3 separate regions of the Sus scrofa genome follow, and all the other regions are linked to region 1. A link is a contact called in public targeted proximity ligation data. All regions are on one chromosome and are shown on one strand. The core of a region is the stretch at or near the end of the contact, and the rest is flanking DNA. Distances in the headings are between cores, read along the strand shown.

Evidence for each region.
Region 2: a contact with region 1 is called in a targeted proximity ligation map of alveolar macrophages. A contact is called at or near these places in 1 of 47 Hi-C or Micro-C datasets (embryonic fibroblasts) and 1 of 2 datasets of targeted methods (alveolar macrophages).
Region 3: a targeted proximity ligation map of alveolar macrophages shows a contact between it and region 1. A contact is called at or near these places in 4 of 47 Hi-C or Micro-C datasets (embryonic fibroblasts, epiblast stem cells and liver) and 1 of 2 datasets of targeted methods (alveolar macrophages).

The regions. Positions count from the first base shown.
Region 1 is chr5:59,757,708-59,760,398 of Sscrofa11.1, reverse strand. The region is part of intron 2 of GPR19 (probable G-protein coupled receptor 19); the gene reads right to left. Among named protein-coding and RNA genes, the nearest start is that of GPR19, 9.2 kb to the right of the region's middle.
Region 2 is chr5:59,981,812-59,984,502 of Sscrofa11.1, reverse strand. The region is part of intron 3 of BORCS5 (a long non-coding RNA gene); the gene reads left to right. Among named protein-coding and RNA genes, the nearest start is that of BORCS5, 90 kb to the left of the region's middle.
Region 3 is chr5:59,931,498-59,934,188 of Sscrofa11.1, reverse strand. All of the region lies in intron 3 of DUSP16 (dual specificity protein phosphatase 16), which reads right to left. Among named protein-coding and RNA genes, the nearest start is that of DUSP16, 63 kb to the right of the region's middle.

The DNA of each region.
Region 1 (2,691 bases), core at 84-2,583:
GACAGGACCTCCTTGGGAGGCATCATGAAGGATGAAACATTTTCATCCAAAGGAGAGTTATAAGGAACCATTTAAGTAATGAAATTGAACTATATTTGAAACTGAATTGGACACTTTTTTTCCTATAATTTAACAGTTGTGGTTTTAAAATATGTCCACCAGGAGTTCCCATTGTGGCACAGCAGAAACAAATCCAACTAGGAACCATGAAGTTGCGGGTTTGATCCCTGGCCTCGCTCAGTGGGTTAAGGATCTGGTGTGGCCCTGAGCTGTGGTATAGGTCGCAAACATGGCTCGGATCCTGCGTTGCTGTGGCTGCGGTATAGGCCAGCAGCTATAGCTCTGATTTGACCCCTAGCCTGGGAACCTCCATATGCTGCAGGTGTGGCCCTGAAAAGCAAAAAAATAAAATAATCAAATATGTCCACCAATTCTTTGCTATGTCCCCCTTCAAATATGACACCTACTACTACTTCCCTTGAATGTAGGTCAGGCTGTGTGTGTGTGTATCTTTTTAGGGCTGGCATATGGAAGTTCCCAGGATAGGGTTCAAATTGGAGCTGCAGCTGCTGGCCCACACCACAGCCACAGCAACCCGGATCCCAGCTGCGTGTGTGACCTACACCACAGCTCACAGCAAGGCCAGATCCCATATGGGTCAGACTTACTACCTGTTTCCAATGAGGAGAACGTGGCAGAAGTGTTTCTCTATAACTTGCGAGGCTAGATCATAGTAAGGACAATTTCTACCTGGGTCTCTCCCTCTTGGATCATTGGATTACTCATTCTGGGGAAAGCCTGCCACAATGTTACAAGGACAGGAAAGCTGTCTTGTGAAGAGGTTCATATATGGAAAACGCAGGCCTCTCATCAACCAGCACCAACTAGCAACCAGGGAGGCAAGCTGCCTTGGCAGCAGATCCTCCAGCCCTAGACACGGGACTACAGTCCAGACAATGCTGACTGAAACTTTGTGAGTCCCAGGCCAGGAATGCCCAGCTAAACTGCTCTCAAAGTCCTGACCCACAGAAATGAGAACTGTTTATTATTGAGTTCCTAAGTTTGGGGGAATTTTGCTACACAGTAATAGACAGCTTATACATGGGTGAAAACTCCAGAAATCAGTAAGAGACCTACATTTTCTAGGCATACTCAAACTGTAGTGAGTTAGAAAGTGTCCCTGCTGCGTATGTGTGTGTTCCTATTCTGGAAAGTATGTGGTTTCTTATTAGGCCAAGAACATGAGGAAGGGGAGAACACAACTAGCCACACTGTAGTGTTGTCTAAGGGGAAAAAAGAAAGCCACTAAGGAGGAGGTGGATATATTACAGACTCAGAAGAAACTGCAGGGAACTCAAAAACAGGAAGTGGCAGTTAGACCCAAGATGGGACTGAAGTTAAGGGAGAGAAAGCTGTCAGGGCCAAGTATCCACTGAATCCGGCTCTTTCTCTCTGAGGCTCCAGGACCTACTGTTTCCTAGTCACCCTCCTTCAATTAGCTGCATTGATCTGCTTCTCTTTTGAGAGCAGCTCCCTCTGATTACTGGCCCCCAAACAGTGGCATTGGCTCTGAAACTTACATGACACCTTACAAGTTCAATGCTCTTACCTAAATGACCAAGTCTCAATTAAAAATAGAACCATCATATGATCCAGCAATCCCACCTCTGGGTATAGAGCTAAAGGAAATGAAATCATTGTCTCGAAGAGATATCTATACTCCCATGTTCACCAAAGCACCATTCATAGTAGCCAAGAGATGGTGTCTGTTGATGGATGAGAAGATAAAGAAAACGTGATACACAAATACACCACACACAACCACTCAATGGAGTATTATTCTGCCTTTAAAAAGAAGGAAATCCTGCCATTTGTGACAACATGGATGAACACGGGGGATATTAAGTAAAATAAGCCAGACAGAGAAAGACAAATGCTTCATGATCTATCTCACTTATATGCGGAATGTAAAATAGTTGAATTCAAAGTATCAGTGAGTAGAATGGTGGTTACCAGAGCTGGAGGATTGGGGAAAACAGAGAGATACTGGTCAAAGGATACAACTTTTAATTATGGGATAAATAAGTTCTGGAGACCTAATGTACATACAGCACTGGTGACTATAGTTAATAATGATGCATACTTTACTCTGCTGAGATATTTCAAGCATTCTCACCACACACACAAAAATGGTAACTAAGTGACATGAGGTGTTAATTGTCTTGGTTGTGGTCATCATTTCACAATGTATACATTTATCAAACATCACACTGTACACCTTAAATATATATAATTTTTATTAGTCAATCATACTTCAATAAGGGGGGAGAGAAAACATATGACCCAGTCTCTCAAAGTTCTGATCTAAATTCTTAGGAGGCAGAGTCTGACTCGGCTTAATCTGGTATAGAGTGGATTCAAACAGCGGTAGGCAATGAGATAGAGAAGATACCTGTATTACCCTGTCAACACTCTCTAACAAGTGTAGCAAATTTTATAAAGAGAAAGGACAAGGATAGGGAGGAACTTTCTGACAGACAAAATGCTGGCATCAGAGTGTGTGTGTCTGTGTTTTTAAAATTGCATGAACTCTTCACTCGTGAGCCTGCTAACAGCCACAATACCTTTGGCCTCCACTTCACCTCCATTTGAATCACCCTCCTGAATACGCACATCTCACACTGCGTATAG
Region 2 (2,691 bases), core at 128-2,627, 220 kb before region 1:
TTTTTGTATTTTAAAGGTATCCTAAGGGGATGCAGCCACACTTAAGAAAATAACCCTGAAGATCTGTTTACATTTTGAAAGTGCCCCCCCCCCCAAAAAAAAGGGGGAGTGCCTCCTGTGTTCAGTGGGTCAAGGATCCGGCATGGATCAGTCCCTGGCCCAGGAATTTCCATATGCCATGGGTTCAGCCAAAGAAGAAAGGAAGGGAGGGAAGGAAGAAGGAAGGAAGGAAGGAAGGAAGAGAGCCAGCTAATTTTCCCATACTCCCAGTTTATCACTTTTGTGTGTGTGTGTGTGTGTGTGTGTGTGTGTGTCTTTTTTTGCCTTTTCTTGCCTTTTCTAGGGCCTCACCCGTGGCATAAAGAGGTTCCCAGGCTAGGGGTCTAATCGGAGCTGTAGCCGCCGGCCTGTGCCAGAGCCACAGCAATGCCAGATCTGAGCCATGTCTGTGACCTACACCATAGCTCATGGCAACGCCAGTTCCTTAACCCACTGAGCAAGGCCAGGGAGCGAACCCGCAACCTCATCGTTCCTAGTCGGATTTGTTAACCACTGAGCCATGACGGGAACTCCCCAGTTTATCACTTTTTTAAGAAAAGGGTTTTTCCCAGTATCTTGGATGGACCATGGTAGCAGTGAAGGTGGACGGAGGGACACTGTCAGGGAAGCTGGGCAGTGGACCGTGCTGCCCCCTCCCACTCAGGAGGGCTGCAGGGATGGAGGGCTTTAATGAAAGAAGAAGCAGAATAGGGACTTCTCAAGGCGGCCGAGGGTCTTCTAGGGTGTTTGTGGGCTCAGAACTAGCATCTGTCATAGTCCAGGGAAAGGCTGCAGCTCCAGGGTAGGCTGGAGGAGAGTGGGATTTCTGCCCTCAAGCTTTGATTTTTTTTTTTTTTTACCCTGATCTCTTTTCCTCTTTTGTGGCCTTTCAGTGTCACTCTCTAGCCCTTTTCTGATGGGGGTTGGGGGTGATAATCTGCCTGACTTGTATGTCTTTGGCTTTGGGAACCATTTAAAGGTTTTCGGCTTTTGTTCCTCCCTTCCTGCCTGGACATTATGCCTCTGACGGTAAGAAGGGGCACGGGGAAGCTGAACAAGTCCTAAAATAATCCCTGGGGCCCAGGGATGCCATGCAGATTCCCGAGATCCTCCTATGTCTTCATTCTCTTGAATACCCAGATAAAATGTGTTCCTTCACTGAGACATTCGGATACATTGTTTGAACAAAGGAAACAGGGTCACTTCAAAATGTCCATTATGTGGTAATCAATGCCATTCAGCCTGTGGTGTAATTAATGAAAACACTGGCGACAGTCTGCCCATTGTCTGTCCCTTGCGCAACAGGAAACTGCAGATGAATACGGAACTGGAGAGGGCTTACGTAATTCCAGAAGGACCCAGAAACCCCGCGCAGTTGTGACTGATATCCTCCTCAGTGCAGGTCTGGCCTACTGAGCAGGTTCCTATTCCCAAAGGACAAGGAGGCATTTGCTCAGTGTGACCCTGCCGTTTGATTTTTGACATCAGTTCGTGATAGATTTTTGTTTTCCTTGTGGCCAGGAATGGTGTCTTGAGAAACTTCTAAATCACAGTAGTGACACAGTTGTAATTCGTTTGACAAGGGACAGCTAGCTGTTGAAATGGAAGTGTCTCTGGCCATCTCTTGTTGCTGGCACAGCTGACAGCAGCATGGTTTGGGAGCCCTTCGGCCAGAAGAACTGGAGTTCAGCCCTGGCTCTGGCAGTGCCTGCTGTGTGGACTGACCCACTCGGGGGGTGGCCTTCCTCTGGAAAGTGAGGGGCGTGGGATTGAATGATTTCTGAGGACCCTTGCAGTGCTAAAATTCTGAATTCTGAGCCCCCTCAGTGAAGTCAAGGATTATGAAATGCTTGCACAAGTGAAAGGTCAGAGTACAAAGTGTACAACAAGTCTTTGCCAGTGAAAATGTCATTAAAGTTTATCTGCTACCAAATATTTTATTCCCTTTAGTCTCCTCTTAGGTTATGTTGTATGAATGTTCATGTTATGTCTGGCAAGTTGTTCTTTTTGTTATTAAGAAAATAAATAGTGGGGTTAAATTAGAAACAAAAGTATCCTTTCACTCTGCTGGAAAACTATAAAACTTCCCATTTATATTCATCTGTCAAGGATTTCAGAAAAGTGTTGAACACATTGCTCAAACTGGTATGTATGTAGTTGAAATGGTATTTGAGCTAGTGAGCTCTGTTGAAAAGGTAGATGGAGGAGTTCCATTGTGGCTCAGCGGTTAATGAACCCAACTAGTACCCATGAGGATGCAGGTGGGATCCTTGGCCTTGCTCAGTGGGTTAAGGATCTGGCATTGCCATGAGCTGTGGTGTAGGTTGCAGACTTGGCTTGGATCCTGCCTTGCTGTGGCTATGGTGTAGGCTGGCAGCTGTAGCTCCGATTTGACCTCTAGCCTGGAACCTCCATATATATGCCTTGGGTGTGGCCCAAAAAAGGAAAAAAAAAAAAGATAGATGGAGATTAGGCAAAAAAGCACTATTTTGAATTCTGTCTTCACTGTTAGTATGAGCTGTAGGACCCTGGACACGTTTTAGGATCTCTGACTCCCTGATTCTGCAGCTCCAGTAGGAGAAAGGTATTTTCCCTATAGGATTGTTGTGAGCAATAGGGATAATATACATGGTGTATATAGTACAATGCCTG
Region 3 (2,691 bases), core at 84-2,583, 170 kb before region 1:
ACCCACACCACAGCAGTGACAACATGAGATCCTTAACCACTAGGCCATCAGGGAATTTCTTTCTTGGTAGGGAATATGTGTATATTTTATATTAATATTTAATACTATTAAATTAAAAAACAAATTTTAACATTAAAAGTATTTTCTCTGGAATTATTTTCATCATATTACTGAGACTATAATATTATGGGTAACTCAATGGAAATAAATAATTCACTAGCAAGTTAAACAAACAGGCGTTTCTGTCGTGGCACAGTGGAAACGAATCCGACTAGGAACCACAAGGTTGTGGGTTCGATCCCTGGCCTCGCTCAGTGGGTTAAGGATCCGGTGCTGCCATGAGCTGTGGCACAGGTGGAAGCTGTAGCTCTCATTTGACCCCTAACCTGGGAACTCCTATATGGCGCAGGTGCAGCCCTAAAAAGCAAAAAAAGAAAAAGAAAAAAGAAAAAAAGGTTGAAAACAACAAAAAAAGTTAATTTAAGAAGACAGAGCAGCAGAACGGCCCAATTTTTACCTCTTCATCAGGCCTTAAATAAGACTTTAAAATCTCATGAAATTTTTACTCCATTTCTTTGAGCTACATTCTATTAGCCTTTCCCCCCACTTTCAGATGCATATAAAATACGCCCTCAAAGCCTGCAGAAGTGCAGGGAGGAGTTCCCACTGAGGTGCAGTGAGTTAAGACTCCAACTACACTGGCTCAGGTGGCTGTGGAGGCCAGGGTTTGAGTCCTGGCCCAGGAACTTCCATATACTGTGGGTGTGGCATTAAAAGAAAAAAAAGAAAGTGCGAGGAGTGGATGCAGGGCAGGGGTGGGGGGGGTGGCACCCCTTATTATCCGCTGTGTTATGTGCTATGTGCCACTCCAGCATGATCCTCTGGACTCCGGCGTCCACTGTCTGCTCAGCATGGGGTCCCCAGTCCGCAAGCTGGGTGAGCAGGACAACCACACGCTCCCTGCAGAATGTAGGTGTGCCGCCCTAACCTCCGGGTGTTTCTGCTGTCTCTACTCAGGAGCGGTCAGCTAACTAAAGTTCTTGAGGTGTAAGAGGCGGCCCTGGGGATCTGTACCCCCAACAGCGCTATGGTTTCACTTCCTGCCATTTCCCAACATGCCCTCCAGCCACACGAAAGTCGTCATCATTTCACACCTTCACACTGTTCTCTCACCACCAGCCTGCCCTGTGCACAGGTGTGCGTGTGCACACATACATACACACACACACACACATCCCCCACGAGGGAGAGGGAGCACAGGCCCTGTACTGGAGTTCTGTCCTGCCTTTACCATGGTCTCCGTGTCCCATTTCCCAAGTCACTTACGCCCTCTGGCTGTTAGTTTCCTGTCTGTGGAAGGGGAAGAGGGATCACACCCATCTCACAGAGCTGTCAGGGGACGGAATTAGTTCACATGCCCCAGTGCTCTGTGCCCGCACAGGGCAACCCCTCAATAGGACAGGATTATGCTGAAAGCACAGTGATGCAGTTCCCAGCCTCGTCTGCAGGCCTTCCTCCATCCCGATCTGCAGCTACCCCTCCGTAGAATACACGTGAGACAAAGTGCAAGAAGCAGTGCCCCTAAGGCTCCATTTCCCTGTGTGCTCCAGAGCCAGCATCCCGCATCCGGCAGGAAGTTGACAGGAGATAGTGGTCCAAAAAGTAAGAGAAAGGCTACATATCACACCTCCCTGGGAGACTTGAAGCACACATGAGCATATTAAAAGCTCTGAAAAGTATCTCTAAGGAAACTGGTTTACTTTCATTTAATTCAAGGTTCCTAAACTTAGTTGACCATGGAATTTCCCCTCCCACCCACCCCCCAATCTATTAATAGCCGGGGGAACTCACACTTAAGGAAGTGCTATGCTGGGGCCATTGCAACTCCTGAAATGAAGTTAGAATCTCTATACCTTTTAAAGTGTAACCCAGAGACAATCTCAAAACAGGAGTGAGCTAATATTGGCATTTGTATACACCTATTACTGTTTAGGATTTATGATTTTGTTTGTATTAATATTTTGCCCTTGCCAGTCTTTTCATTGCATAATGCGGTTATTTAAGACGAGTTGTTTTCCCCAAAGTAGTTCTTGTAATAATAACGTTAGAGTCTCAACATTCTTTGACGACCTTACATCTACCTAACAAGGTAACTGACAGCCACTATTTTGATTATAATTTAATCAGATGTGTTTAAATTTTAACTTCTACTACCTTTGGTGGTTCTGGTATTTCTCTGAAGAACTGTCTTCATATTTTTTCCTATTCTGGCTCCAAAACAGTCCATCGGGTGGTCTTTCATTTAAATCCAATAAAATAGAGAGTCCAGGAAATGTTCTCAGAGAACAGAGAAACTAGATAATCCGAGGAAACTCAAACTTGAACTCCATTTTGAACTTGTAGGTCATCATTTATATAAATAATGTAAGTAATCACAGAGATACTGAACATTTCCTATGGGACAAGCATCGCTCTAAGCACTGTAAGAGTATTCATTCAGTCTTTACAACGGCCCGAAGAGGTGGTGCCTTGATTACGCCCATTTTACAGATGAGGAAAGAGAGGTTCAGAAAGACACAGGGTGGCAATTGGCAGAGCTGAGACGGGAGCCCAGCAATCTCAATCGCTGTGCTAAAACCATGTCTCTACATACCACAGAATTAATTGCAACGCTCTCTAGGATGTGGGGAC